Regions from separate parts of the Sus scrofa genome. Here regions 1, 2 and 3 are each linked to region 4. The links are chromatin contacts, called in public HiChIP or PLAC-seq maps. All regions are on one chromosome and are shown on one strand. Each heading gives the region's core, a stretch centred on a gene start, on an enhancer-like site or on the middle of the called end of the contact. The rest is flanking DNA. Distances are from core to core; before and after follow the strand shown.

What was found. HiChIP or PLAC-seq counts read pairs in DNA pulled down with a chosen protein or histone mark.
Region 1: an H3K27ac HiChIP or PLAC-seq map of alveolar macrophages shows a contact between it and region 4. The contact joins two enhancer-like sites. A contact is called at or near these places in 2 of 2 datasets of contacts at active chromatin or transcription factors (alveolar macrophages and skeletal muscle).
Region 2: an H3K27ac HiChIP or PLAC-seq map of alveolar macrophages shows a contact between it and region 4. The contact joins two enhancer-like sites. A contact is called at or near these places in 1 of 47 Hi-C or Micro-C datasets (skeletal muscle) and 2 of 2 datasets of contacts at active chromatin or transcription factors (alveolar macrophages and skeletal muscle).
Region 3: an H3K27ac HiChIP or PLAC-seq map of alveolar macrophages shows a contact between it and region 4. The contact joins two enhancer-like sites. A contact is called at or near these places in 2 of 2 datasets of contacts at active chromatin or transcription factors (alveolar macrophages and skeletal muscle).

What each region holds. Positions count from the first base shown.
Region 1 is chr13:125,996,716-126,000,197 of Sscrofa11.1, forward strand. All of the region lies in intron 2 of LPP (lipoma-preferred partner), which reads left to right. Among named protein-coding and RNA genes, the nearest start is that of LPP, 220 kb to the left of the region's middle. Within about 2 kb of position 1,571, at least 9 of the 83 cell types and tissues checked have an H3K27ac peak or open chromatin away from gene starts, as enhancers often do. A contact at or near this core is called in alveolar macrophages, where this site is marked.
Region 2 is chr13:125,816,627-125,819,840 of Sscrofa11.1, forward strand. All of the region lies in intron 1 of LPP (lipoma-preferred partner), which reads left to right. Among named protein-coding and RNA genes, the nearest start is that of LPP, 36 kb to the left of the region's middle. Within about 2 kb of position 1,500, at least 20 of the 83 cell types and tissues checked have an H3K27ac peak or open chromatin away from gene starts, as enhancers often do. A contact at or near this core is called in alveolar macrophages and skeletal muscle, where this site is marked.
Region 3 is chr13:125,975,453-125,978,658 of Sscrofa11.1, forward strand. The region is part of intron 2 of LPP (lipoma-preferred partner); the gene reads left to right. Among named protein-coding and RNA genes, the nearest start is that of LPP, 190 kb to the left of the region's middle. Within about 2 kb of position 1,774, at least 14 of the 83 cell types and tissues checked have an H3K27ac peak or open chromatin away from gene starts, as enhancers often do. A contact at or near this core is called in alveolar macrophages, where this site is marked.
Region 4 is chr13:126,511,192-126,514,591 of Sscrofa11.1, forward strand. No RefSeq gene overlaps it. Among named protein-coding and RNA genes, the nearest start is that of TPRG1, 17 kb to the right of the region's middle. Within about 2 kb of position 2,075, at least 14 of the 83 cell types and tissues checked have an H3K27ac peak or open chromatin away from gene starts, as enhancers often do. A contact at or near this core is called in alveolar macrophages and skeletal muscle, where this site is marked.

The DNA.
Region 1 (3,482 bases), core at 321-2,820, 510 kb before region 4:
CTAAATGGAAATATAAATATTTTTAAGTAGTTATTTTCCTTTACATTTCATGTAATCTCAGCACAACTCTCAAGAGAATTGTTCTTAAATCCTAACCAAAAATAAAAAAAACTAAAATTATCTTGATAATAAACAGGCAAAATAGCTAAGAAACATTTGAAAAATAAGGGTAATAGGGACAGGGACCAGCCTGGCTAGAAGCTGAAGTTGATTATAAGGGATTCCTAACTCAAGTGGGTAAGTGTTAGTGCTGGAATAGAAGAAAGCTGTTGTGGTGACATAACCCACCCTGATATAGAGCAACTACACACGGGATTGAGTATGCCATAAAGGGACCATCTCAGCATTCTGAAAAGGGGGTTCCTCTAATGGCACTGAATAATTGATGGGTGCTAATGAAAAAGAGTTATATCATAAATATGTATATAGACTTTGATATGAATTAAAGGTCATGTTATAAAGAAGACAACTAGCAAAAGGCTTTAATTTAATAAGAGAAGAGATTGATTATATCTTTAGTAATTGGAAGCAATAACTTTTTTAGTTTAGAACTTGAGTTTGCAAAATTTTTCTGTAAAGGACCAGGTAGCAAATATTTTAGGCTTTGAAGCCAGTGTGTCTCTGTCACAACCACTCAACTCTGCCATTGTGGCACCAAAGCCGCCGTAGACAAGAAGTCATATATCTAATAAAGAAATAGAGGATACATCTGTTTATAAGAAGAAGCATAATATTGTGATAGTTTCCTTACACATCTGTTCCCAAGTGAATTTTATATGCCTTTTAATTTTTTGCCAAACTGTGTGTGAAAAGCAGTATCTCCTTACTTTTTAATTTGCATTTCTCTACTATTAAAATTGTGTGTGTGTGTGTGTGTGTGTGTTTTATTATTATTTGCTCTGTTTGTTTTCCATTGGGATCTCCTCTTCAGTGAATTACAAGTATGGTTAATTTATCTCACTTATTTCATCTTCTTGTCACCTGATGTCTCAAGCCTTGGAAACCTGTGGTATCTCCAGACCAGTGCATATAACAGGGCACCATTTTGCTTCATAAATTATAACTCTTCCTGTAACTTTGTGCTTAAGGGCCTGGGACTTGATTTTCAGTTCAGATCTTACCTGTGTCCAAGTCTGGCTTATTGCCAATACATTAAGGCTGGAGGACCACTTTGTCTGTGTCCTGAATGGTTTTGGCTGTGTGGATCTATTGCTTAGTTTCTTCTTTAGAGTTAGTTGTTGTCTGAATGTTATCAGAACCTACCTATGCCCTTTGGACCATAAAATCCAATTGTGGGCAAGATCTGCCTTTGCATTTTGTCCATCCTGGTGAGGAATCTTAGAGCTTGAGCCTCATTCCTCTAATTATGCTACTTTAAAGAAATGGCCAGAATTATGTTTCACTCCTGAGTGATGACAGCTATTTCTGTTTTCCAAGATATGTGACTGAGACAGTGATGATATCACTTGCATAGAGCCACAGAATTCTTAGACGCACCATGAGATTATGATAATGACTGAAACATCCTTTTCTTAGACCAGGGTTTCCAAGTCCTGGGTGAGCTGCCATCACAAAGGCTGCTCCTGCCCCTCCCTGCAGTCTTTCCATTGTGTGTACTACAGGAACTGAGACCATTATGACAGAGCTGAGCTGGTTTCTCTTCTCTTTCGGGCATTGTTGTTTGTCACAATTCTGATCACCATTTCTTCCTCCTGATTATAAAGTTGTAAAATCATGGCTATATTTATATTTCCTTTTGCTGCCTAAGCTTGCAAAGTACTATTCACAGCCTTCCTTTGAAATTCCTTTATTAATAATCTCTCTCTCTCTCTGTGTATATATATATATATAATTTGCTATTTATGAAATGTTGTTGTGTCCAGTATCCACTTACTCCCCATAAGCACCAATGAGGTAAACAGGGCAGAGATTGTTGTCTCCATTTTATAGATGAGGTAGCTAAGGTCAGTGAGGTTTGGAAGGCCCTGGCCTGAGGCTACCCCTGGAGCTGGTAGCATCACTGTCTTTAAATTCATGACCTTGACTCTTCAGACATTTTTCCTCCTATCTACGGAACTGCTTCGCTTTTATGAGTTTCAGGCATTTTGTTGTCCAAGACATGAAAAAATTGGTGACTTTTCTTAAGATATCTAAGCATTATTGCATTTGCCTAATATTTATTTTACTATTTGTCTAAGTGCTTTCAGAGAAGACAGATATATGTAAATATTCCCCCCCCCCCTTTTTTCAGATAGTAAGGCAGACACATTCAAAGAAGATAGAGACCCTGAGGAAACTGTTTGTTCTTTGGTATTCTTAACAACCACTGCAACCCTGAGTTTGGATTTTTTCCCTGAGGTTTTCTAGTTGTAGGCTGCCACAATGCTTAACATTTGGGGGTCACTGATTCTTGTTCCTATTTTAACTGTGAGGTTTTTGTGTTATGTGACCTTTGTGTTCTGACTTTCAGATTTAGGGAACTGAAAATTTAGGAAGTTTTCTTAGGACCTGAATCCAAGTAAATTCCCTTACGGGTATAAAGACTCATAGAATTGTGGAATGTTAGAGGTTAAAGGGACTTTCATTCATCTAGCCATCTTGATTTGAAAACATGGCCAGTTATTAATAAAACTGAGGCTAAATTGCTGGGGCTAGATTAGGCTACCCATTGGCTTGTTCCATGTCACATCATACCTCCCCTGCTGTGTCATGCCTCTTGCCACCAGTCTTGAAGCTCTGAGAGGGCTGGCACTGTCTGTTCTGTGCATGGTTCTGCTCCCTAGTGAAGATCAGAAGGATTTGCACAGGCACTTGAGACCTCTTTGCATAGGAGTTCGGACAGTGGCTGAGTGGGTTAAGAATCCAACTGCAGTGGCTTGGTTCACTGCAGAGGCACAGGTTTGATCTCTGGCCAGGCATAGTGGGCTAAAGGATCCAGTGTTGCTACAGCTGTGGCTTGAATTCATTCCTTGGCCCTGGAACTTCCACATGTTGCGGGTGCTCCCATAAAATTAAAAAAATATAAAAACTAAAATTAAAAAAAAAAACTTCTTTGCAAAATGAGTGATTTGAATCTGTCTCTTGTTGATAAAATATTACTGTCTATTGGCAAACAGAATTTTAAAAATATGTGGGGATTGGTCAGGGTTTACTGTGGGAAACAAACCATTCTAGATGTTTTAAGCAGATAGGTTTTAATGCAGGATGTTAGGTGTTTCAAAGTTGTGGGAAGGATTGTATAGAGCAAGCTGTAGGCTGAACTTCCAGTAAGAAATCTCAGAATCACACAAAATTGCCATGTTTTCCACAACTGTGACACAGAGGTTCATGAAGCTACCAGTGAACTGTTGTCTTCAAGAATACAGCACTCTGCTTATGAACCAGAGATTAAGAAGCCATGGTTGGGAAGGTAGTCACTGGACCCTAAAACATGGAGCCCAGCCACTGTCTGCCACAGCTGCTTCTTGACAACCACAAGGCTG
Region 2 (3,214 bases), core at 250-2,749, 700 kb before region 4:
CACTTAACACAGCATAGTACCTACAGGAACTAATTGCTCAGTACATTTTTGCCAGATGTATGACTGAAGGGCTCCTGTAGCCTGCCTTCATATGTTTATGTCCAATGTAAGTTACTTCTTACCTCCTGTTGCAGATCATTAAAGATGGGTGAGAGAATGCCTGGGAAGTTCCCTTAAACTCACTGGCTGGAAAGTTTTGAAGAATTCATGGAAAATTCTAATGGGAGTATCTGGGCATCTGGTAGCCAGGTGGACACTTGCTAATGTGTAGTAGACTTACAAACGTGGGCCAAGGCCTGTAAGGCACAGCTATATTTAAGGAGTATCAGTATCAACCTTGGTTCCAATTTCATGATGTCCAAATAAAGGGCCAGGAGTGTCCATGTGTCTACAAAAGGGGTTTGGGTGAGAGGAACTGACCGGTGGGTGTGATGTAGGAAGAACAATGCTCAGACTGTGTTTTTTAGTTGAACACCATACCTCTGGATTTCTTTTTTGTATGGGATAGCGTCCCTAAATCATGGAGTTGCCACATGTAATGGGGAAACTGGTACATCCAGTACCTGAATTGGATCCTAAATCTTTGTTTCATGCAAGATCGTGATTTAGTCCTATTTGAAGCCTCCCCTCCCCAGTGTCTCTTCTCTTTCCCAAACAGAGGAAATCTGACATCACCCCTGTCCAATTTATGAGGAAAGTTTTGGGTGGATATGCAGGGAAAATTAGCTGATAGACATAGACTGCAGAAGGTAGGTCTCCCTGTGCTGTGTTTTGAGAGACAAGTGCCAGGCAGAGTTGCTGTCCTGGGAAGCCTGGCTATATTTGGATGGTCTCAGGTGGGTGGATGCTGAGATGTGAGAGATAAGGGTGTGAGGCCAGAGCTGCTGAGTCCCCAGGCTTGTAGTGATGGAGCTCAGACCTATGGGTTTTTGGTGGGTCATGCTGTACAATTCTTTCCTACTTAAAACAAGGGCTGTGTGGAGTATAGACTTTGGTAGATGAATGCCTAGCCAGGGCCCAAGTTTTAAAAGGTTCTAAACCCTGAGGTGGTGACAGCTAAGGTGCTGGATGGTATAAGAAGGAAACATTAAACACCGGCACAGGTGCAGTGTGGAATTTTGGAAATCCCTAAAAATGGAAATCTGTGAGAGTGCTGTTTTGGGCTCTGGGAAATATTCACACAGCGACACTGGCCTATCTCCTTAGCCCTCTCTATAGAGACACCTTTTATTCCTGTTCTTTTGATGACAAAGGGAGAAAAGGCTTTAATTTACAAGCTAAGGTGGACTGGATTTGAATTTGTGCCCTATTACCCCACAGCTCCATGACCTTGGGAAGGTTGTTTCTCCTCCCTGAGCTCCAAATTCTTCATCTGAAAAGCAGGGAAAAACTTTACCCTATAGGATGGTTGTAGGTCTTGGAGAGAAAGTTGGCCAGGAGTGCTGTGTGCTCTAAGTTCCATTTGTGCCCAGTCTCCCCTGTTGGCTCCCTGAGGTCAAGAATCAGGTCTGACTCATCCCTGCCCTCCCTGTAGCACTGAACACATGCCTGGTGCATAGGAGCGCCCAGTAGATGGGTCCTAAGTGACTGAAAAAAGGAGTGTTTGGTCTGATGGCTGGCATTCCCCTGGTCTTAGAAACCAGAGAGGAGAGAAAAATGGTTTAGGAATGGAGAGTCAGGCCTGCGGGTTCCTGTTTCCTCATTCAGGGTGCGGTTGGGGATTGCCCGGAGCCACAGTTCCTTGAGACTTACCACCTCAGGCCTAAATCTGCCTCCTTTAATTACCTCCTTTCCAGGGAACAGGAGTCCTTGTTGTCTGCCCAGAAGCAGCTAATTATAGCTCCAACCTCTAGGCCCTGGTGTGCTTCTAGGCCACAGGACTGTGCAGCCTGAGCTGTCTGTTGATTTTGGGGTTTCCTTGGGGATTCTGTACATTTTCAAGTTTTCATTGGGGTCTGCCTTTTATTTTGAAGCCAGTGAAGAAAGTTGAGGGGCATAGAGTGTTCACAATTTTATAGGAAGATGTTTAGGAGAGAGTTAAAGAGCTTGGGGAGAGAAGGGGAGAGGGGAGTTTTAAAAAGCCGGCAACGTGACTTAAAAGGGGGATCTTGTGCATTTAATGTTTCCACAAGAGTGACATTTCATAATGGTTTTCCCAAGAAAGTCCCTTCACATTTGATCTTGGTGACCTCTGGGTCATGCTCTTTGAAACAAATTCCTTTTTCCTTTGAAATGATATTTTTATTATTTAAAAAGATTTTAAAAGATGTTCAAATAAATGCTCATAGTAAAGATAAAATACTATAAAACAATTATTTAAAAAACCCAAAAAACTAGGAAGAATTTCTTGTCCCATTTCCCCCCCACCCTAAATCCCTTCCCCACATGTAACCACTTTTTGTTTTTAATTCTTCTAGTGGTTATTGTCATATCTCTAAACAATGTGCCTATGTCTTTAGTTTTTGAGTTGTTAATATGAGATGTACCTATTGGTTTTTATTATAGGTAAGAATTAGCTCATATGCACACTGGTACTTCCCATCTCCCTTCTCAAATTTTGATAGCTGGATCACTTCTTTCACTCTCTGGGTTAGTTTCCTTTATAAACTTATATAATATGTACAAATCTCCATTTCTTGGCATATCAGCTTTTGACAGTACTTCTTCACCCCCCATTTTGCAAGATGAAGATGTTGAGGTTTCTCCCTACTTTCCTCTCCCACTTTTACAATTTGTCAGTTATGTTTGTTACCCTTTGCATCTCCACCTTTTATAACAACATTCATGTCTGCATGTACTTTTATATAGTTTTGTAATCATAGTGGAGGCTTCTTTGCTGTGTCTGTGGGTTGATTTCAAAAAACTGAAAACAGTCAACAACATTTACATTATGATTTCTAGGTAAATGTTGCTCAATACAGAGCTAAGTCATGTGCTGTGGTTTCATTTCCTTTTCTAGGCTTCTGAGGTCGCCACCTTTAAGCCACTCGAAGGAGACTGAACTTTCCCTTAGTATCCAAATTTAATAGATCCTTCTAATTCTCTTCTAGTTGTTCAAAATCATCCCAGGTTGTTTGTTTTATTTGTATAATGAGTTGCTTTGTTGTTGTTGTTGTTGTTACTGATATCCTTTGAGTTTGAGGTTGTATTTTTTTGATTGGGAGAAGAAAATTAATTGTTTTTACTGTATCCTATATATCTTCTGTCTTTCAAA
Region 3 (3,206 bases), core at 524-3,023, 540 kb before region 4:
GTATTCTAGTTGCCTAGAGTCACTCTTGGCTCATCTATGAGCTCAATAAATATTTACCCAATGAATGAGCAATGCTGAAAGATAACATTATTGAGGAAAGAAACATGACATAAATCTGGAAAATTCTGACCTGGCCACTTCTAAACTCCCCTGGAACCCTTACTAAATGCATATTGAGGAGTTCCCATCGTGGCTCAGTAGTAATGAATCCAACTAGGATCCATAGGATGCGGGTTTGATCCCTGGCCTAGCTCAGTGGTTAATCAATCTGGCATTTCAGCTGTGGTGTAGGTCACAGATGTGGCTTGGATCTGTCATTGCTATGGCTGTGGCATAGACCAGCAGCTACAGCTCCAGTTCGACCCCTAGCCTGGGAACTTCCATATGCCACCGTGCGGCCCTAAAAAGATTTAGAAAAATGCATATTTAGTTAGGTGTGAGTACTTTGCCTCATTAACTCACTTAATCCCCATAATCCCCCTCTGAGGAAGGTATTGCTATTACTGCCATTTCACAGATGAAAAATTGAGAACCAGAGAGTTTATCTAGGACTTGAACTCAGATAGTCTGTCTCTAGCAACTCCACTTCTAACCACTAAGCTACATTTACTCCATACTATGAGTATAATTATACCTGCCTGTTCTTCCTCCCAGCATGTTGTAGGGATGAACCAAGATGACAGGTGTGAAAGTATTAGGAAAGGGGTGAACCAACTGGTGAAGGTGAGACAGCACACAGATAACTATCATTTAAGGTAGAAAGTGGAAACTTGCTGAGAAAGTTCAGTGAGGAGCAAAGAACGATTACTTCCAACTGGTGTGGAGGGCAGGGGATTAAGGAAGGCTTCTTGGGGGAAGTGACATTTGGGTTGGCCTTGAATTAATAGGATTTTGATAAAGGGGATGCTTCCTAAGCAAATGGAATGAATAACATAATAGAGGCACCGATGTGCAAAGTGTTGAAAAAGAAGGCATTAGTTTATCGAATTAGCAGATTCTTTGTAAAACAGCGTGCACAGAGTAATGGGGAAGGGAAAGGGCTTGTGGAGGAAGAGGAGGATGCGGTGAGTATAGATAATGAATGGGAAGGTGAAGAAGCATAACAAAAATGCTGCCACCTTCTTAATCTTTCTGGGAATGGACTCTAAGCAAACGGATGATCCCTGCCTTATCTATATCATGCGCTGACGTATTGTTTTCTCCTGCATGGTCAGTAAATAGTAGTCCAAGGAGATACCACTCTTAAAATTGGTCCCTGTAAGCCTGGAGAATGCGGCATACTCTGGCGCCCTCTTAGGTACTGACAAAGTACATTAGCTTGCTAAATCTTTCAGGAAACCCTGTGGGACAGCGGTCAGCTTGCTTTCAATTGACTCTGGAACTTGGTTTTTCCCTTTGAGCAACCCTAGTTAATATCCCCCTGTAGACAGACTCTTGGAGACCTCCAGCCAACCTGCTGGACTGATTCATGTCTGCTTTCCAAGAGATCATCTGGGAATGGACCTAGATCCATTTTCAGGCAGCCCAGAGTCCCATTCTGAAAGAAGAAGTTACACAGAGCACTTTTGCCTGTAGAAGTGGTTATGTGTCATTTAGAAAGAAAGCTGTGCTCAAGATAACCTTGAGAACCTGCAGCCCCTCTGAAAAAAGTAAGAGTGAGAAGCAGGAAGTGAAGGAGCTGTAGGTCTTAAAATGGAATGTGGCTGAGTGTGATGCTTCATAACCACGGGACCTCCCCCAGCAGGCTGCCCTGTGAACTTTTATGAGAAAACATCCTCCAAATCAGTCACTTACCAACCAGCCCGAGAGAGGACCCAATGCCTAGCTCACTCTCACGAACTGCAGTGGCCTGGAAGAGAAAGAAAGTCAGTGTACTGTGTTGAGTGTCCACTCTGTGCCGGACATCACATTTGGAGTCATTGTGTAGAACTGTTTTATTTAATCTTCTCAATAGTTCAACTGGGTTAGGATCATTAATCTCTTCTTGTACAGATGAGGACACTGAATCAAGGGTGCCTCACTGGTGCTAAATAGATCTTGTTTTACACCTTGGCCCTTTGCCATGGTTCTTTCCATCCTTGTCTGTCTGGTGAACTTGTGTTTCTCCAGGTTGTAAAAGAGGTTCTCTTCTGAAGACCTTCTAAACCCTGAGGGACCTCTTGTCCTGCATCACATGATGCTTTTGTTGCTTAGGTCTACATACTTTCTCTCAAGATTTAAACTTTGGGCCTGAGTGGTTCTAGAGACTGCTCTGCTTGCATTCAGCTTTCTCTAGTTCAAGATTTCACCCCAGGTTTATTCGGACCCTGTCCTTCACAGGATACTACCTTCCCAGCCCAGTGTTCTGAACCTTTTTTTGCTGACATTTCTTGAATTTTCTGGATTCTAGGCCTCCTAATTTTTCATGTTGTCCCCCCTCCCCAACGCCCTTCCCCCCTTCCCCCTTTTTAGCCTACCTGTAACCGTCTTGTTATTTACTCAGGTCTGACTTTTACTTTCAAGCAACACTTTTCAAACTTTCTATGCATTGGAATCACCTGGGCAGTCTGTGCCTCAGAGGTTATTGTCCTGGAGGCCTGAGAACACAGTGTGGAAAAATTTATATTTCTAACAAGCTCCGAAATGATTCTGAAATTGTCAGTTTGTGGGCTTGCTTTGATTAATACATCTTTAAAGGACAGTTCAAGACCCCTGTTTTCCAGGAAATTTAACTATCTTTACCCGAAGTGGTTTATTTCTTCCTTTCTCTCTCTCTCTCTTTCTCTTTCCTTCTTTTATGTTTTAAGAGAACCCATCTGAGGCTCTATCCAATTAGATAACTTCCCTAGGGCTCCATTATCAACTTCTTGTGCTTGATTAAACACTTCAGATAAGAGAGACAATGTTGAATAAGTGAACACAAGTTTAGTTGGAGAATCTCGAGAATCCTGAATTCACATCTTGTCATTACTTCTTATGAGCTGTGTGTTTTGGGGCAAATCACATCTTGTAGAGTTGAATCTCTTCATCTCTAAAACAATTATTCCATTTCTTCCTGCTGCAGAAGCTCATGAAAAACATCAAATGAGAGAGTAGATATATAAGTGCAGTACAAATGCAACAATGTTCACAGTAAATTATTGTTGGTGTTTTGTTTGTATAGTTGACTCACTTTATCATTAATTATGAGGCATGAAAGAAATGGCTTTGTTTTTTAATGAGATGTG
Region 4 (3,400 bases), core at 825-3,324:
GCGGGGAGATTTCTTTAGCTGTCGAGTCCTAGAAAGTCAGGGATGGAGAATGCTTATCTTGTCACAGCCCTTACTCTCATCTTCGATTTCACTTCCTTCTATACTTCCGTCCTACCTGACCTGGATTGGGACATCTTCCTCTCTTTTTCTTGCTTCCTGAGTGATCTCCCTGCCTTCTATTTCTTTTTCTCTTCAAACTGGGCCCTGTAAGACAGACAGAGGGAGGGTTTTTTTGGTTTTTTTTTTTTTTTTTCTTTTCTTTTTAGGCCCACACTTGCGGCATATGGAAGTTCCCAGGCTAGGGGTGCAATTGGATCTCTAGCCACTGGCCTATATATACCACAGCCACAGCAACTCGGGATCCGAGCCGTGTCTGCGACCTACACCACAGCTCATGGCAACACTGGATTCTTAACCCACTGAGCGAGACCAGGGATCAAATCCACATCCTTGTGGATGATAAGGAGGCCAGGGACTGAACCCACATCCTCTTGGATCCTAGTTGGGTTTGCTAAGCGCTGAGCCATGAAGGGAACTCCAGAGGGAGATTTCTAAAACGCAAATGTGACCATCTTATTCTTCTACATTTCCAGCATTTCCCATTGCCTTCAGGAAAAAACAAAAACAAAAAACAAAGAACAATAAAACATAGTAACTCCAGAATCTGAAATATACAAAGCCTGAGGGCCCTGGAGATCTGATTTGCTTCTTCTCTTGTCTTCTCTGCCCTTCTCACCCCCAGTTTCTTGTCCTTGGTTAATTACTTGAAATTCTCCAAACTCTCCTATTTCCGTGTTCTTCTCTCCGCATCCCGCCCACAGCTTGGTGCTCAGCCTTGAAAATTCAACGTGGCGGTCACTTCTTCTGGGACACACTGTAGGACCAGCCTCTCTGCAGCCACATCACCGCAAGGTGACTGCTACTTGACCATTGAGGTGATTATTTTTCAACATCACACTGCCTCACTACCCTGTGAACTTTCCGAGAGATGGGAACGCATCGCAGCCATTGCCTTTATGGAGGCAGAACTGCCTTTGACATCAGCGACCCTACTGACCTCTGAGTTAATTTCACCCATGTGGCCATTCCTTGGGCTGTGACCTTGGTCAAGGAGAACCACTTCACCTGAAAGCAGGTATGTGGTAAATGTGGGGTGAGTGAGTGTAAGTCCCCTATATTTCACAGAGGAGGAAACAGGCCCAGAAAAAAGAGGTGACCCACTGGAACTCTCACAGAGGGAGGGTCCAGGGACTTCTCCATTCCTGGTCCAAAGCTGATCCCACTAACCCACATGCTCAGAGAGTCCCAAGGCAACCCACCTCTTGTGGGAGAGGGCAGCAGAGGGTCCTCCCTGGGTGGTGTGTGTGCACATAAGGGAGGTCCCCAACTTCAGCTGGGCTTGCCACATCTCCAGGCAATCATGGAATTCCTGGATGTGAGGGCTGGGTATTGAGCGATGAGCAACCGTGCAGTCAGGCTGGCACATGGGAGAGCAAAATCATCTAAAAGAGGAAGCCTGGAGACTTGGCAGCAGTGGGAGGTGTTTAGAGTAAAAAGAAGTGGCCCTTAGCCGCCATCCATACTGACTCAGGTGTGCCTGTTACCTGTGGGTCTTACTGGCCAGGCCGGCGCATAGGGCCACCCAGAGCCTTCGTCCCCCGAGCACATTGAAAATCCCTGTCTGTGTTGTTCTTGGGAGGGAAGGTTTGGCTTGGAGTAGTTTTTCCTGAAAAATCAAAACAACTCCTCAGAGTGGGCCCAGCTTCCAGGGGCCGCCTGAGAGCCGGGCACACTTCCCTTGGCTGGGGTGTGAGTGTACCGGTTTCTGGAGTGGAGGGGGCATCTGAGGGTCACGCAGCGGGGAATCCAAACCTCTGAGCCTGATTTACAGCTCAGGGCCTCCACTCTCCTCCCCACCAGCCCACATAAACCCCCCCAATTTCCTCCTCTGCGCGCCAGCACGCCTCAGAGCTGGGAAATGGGATCTCACCAGTGGCTTTTTCTGGGCTTATGTATGGATTCTTTCCTGAGAGGATGGCAGAGGGGAGCAGAAGTGGTTCTTCAAAATGTGAGCAGGAGAGCGTCATGGTGAGTCAGAGAAGGACAAGCCTGAGACAGCTTGGAGATCAGCCAGCTCAGAGCTCCTATTTGCCTTCTTTCTTTCCTTTTCTACTCTTTATTTCCCCCTTTCCTTTTCCTTTTTTTTTTTTTTTTTCTTGTGGCTTCCACACAAAATCTTATATGGATTGCCAATGGATTAAACTTCAAAATGGAAGTGCTCCAGGCATTCCCTGGCGGGGCAGTGGGTTACAGATCTGGCATTGTCACGGCTGTGGTGAGGGCTGCAGCTGTGGTGCAGGTTCGATCCCTGGCCGGGGAAATTCTGCATACTGTGGGTATGACCAAAAAAAAAAAAAAAAAAGGCAGCATTCCAGGCAATTGTGTGTTAGGAGCTTCTGGCCTCCCCTTCTGAGCTTCCCTCTTCTCTGACCCTTATAGAGACTCATGAGGCCCCTCCTCAGATCACTGGACTTCACAGACAGCAGCTTGGAAACCTCTGCTGTGATCCAACTCCCTTATTTCACACAGGAGGTTACGAAGGCCCAAGGAGGCTATGGAGCTATTAAAGGCCAAACAGGGATTTAGTGATGGAGTTGGGCTCTCCCAGGCCCCCTCCTGGCTTTCCAGCCTCTTTCCAGTAACTTGTACAAGATTCCATGGAGACCTTGTAAAGGCTTAGCCTGGCCCTGGTTTCTGTGGTGCATAAATCTTATTTTCATTAAGGAAAAAAACCAATTAGAACTGAAGAAGCCCTGGGTCAGTAACTCTGGGAAATAAGCACCAAGTCAGCATGGCTTCTTGACCCCTTTGGCTCTGGTACTGGGATTCCTCTGCCTTTATTTAGAACCTGGGTTCAATCTGGCCTTCCTTGGCCTGAGGCCCTTGACACCTCAAGCTCTGGGGCCTGAAATTCTGTGACTATCCCTATCTCTGCCCCAAGCTTGTGTCTTTTCCCCTGCCAAGGGGTTAGGTCCTGCCCATTTCTAGCCCCAGAGATCCCTTTTATGGCCCCACTTATGGAGGCCAAGCCAGGACCCCGGCCTGCCCTGGCTGTGTCCAGCTGCCCTTTCAGAAGGCCAGCATCAGAATAAGATCCCTGACAGCCTGCTGTTCCGGGGCAGGGAAACCAAGCCGCTTCCTTCCTGAAGGCCTGGAGTCTGAAGGCACAAGAAGCTGAAGCATTAGCATTTTGCCTGTTCTCTTCCACACCCTTCCTCCTCCACAGCAACCCTAAACTGGCCCTTCATATCCTCAGCCTCCTGGACCCCTCCCAGTAGTGCCTAGGCCCAGGCCTGAGGGCTTTTCTGCAGCCCAGGAACAGAGTCAGGCTGGCCTCTAG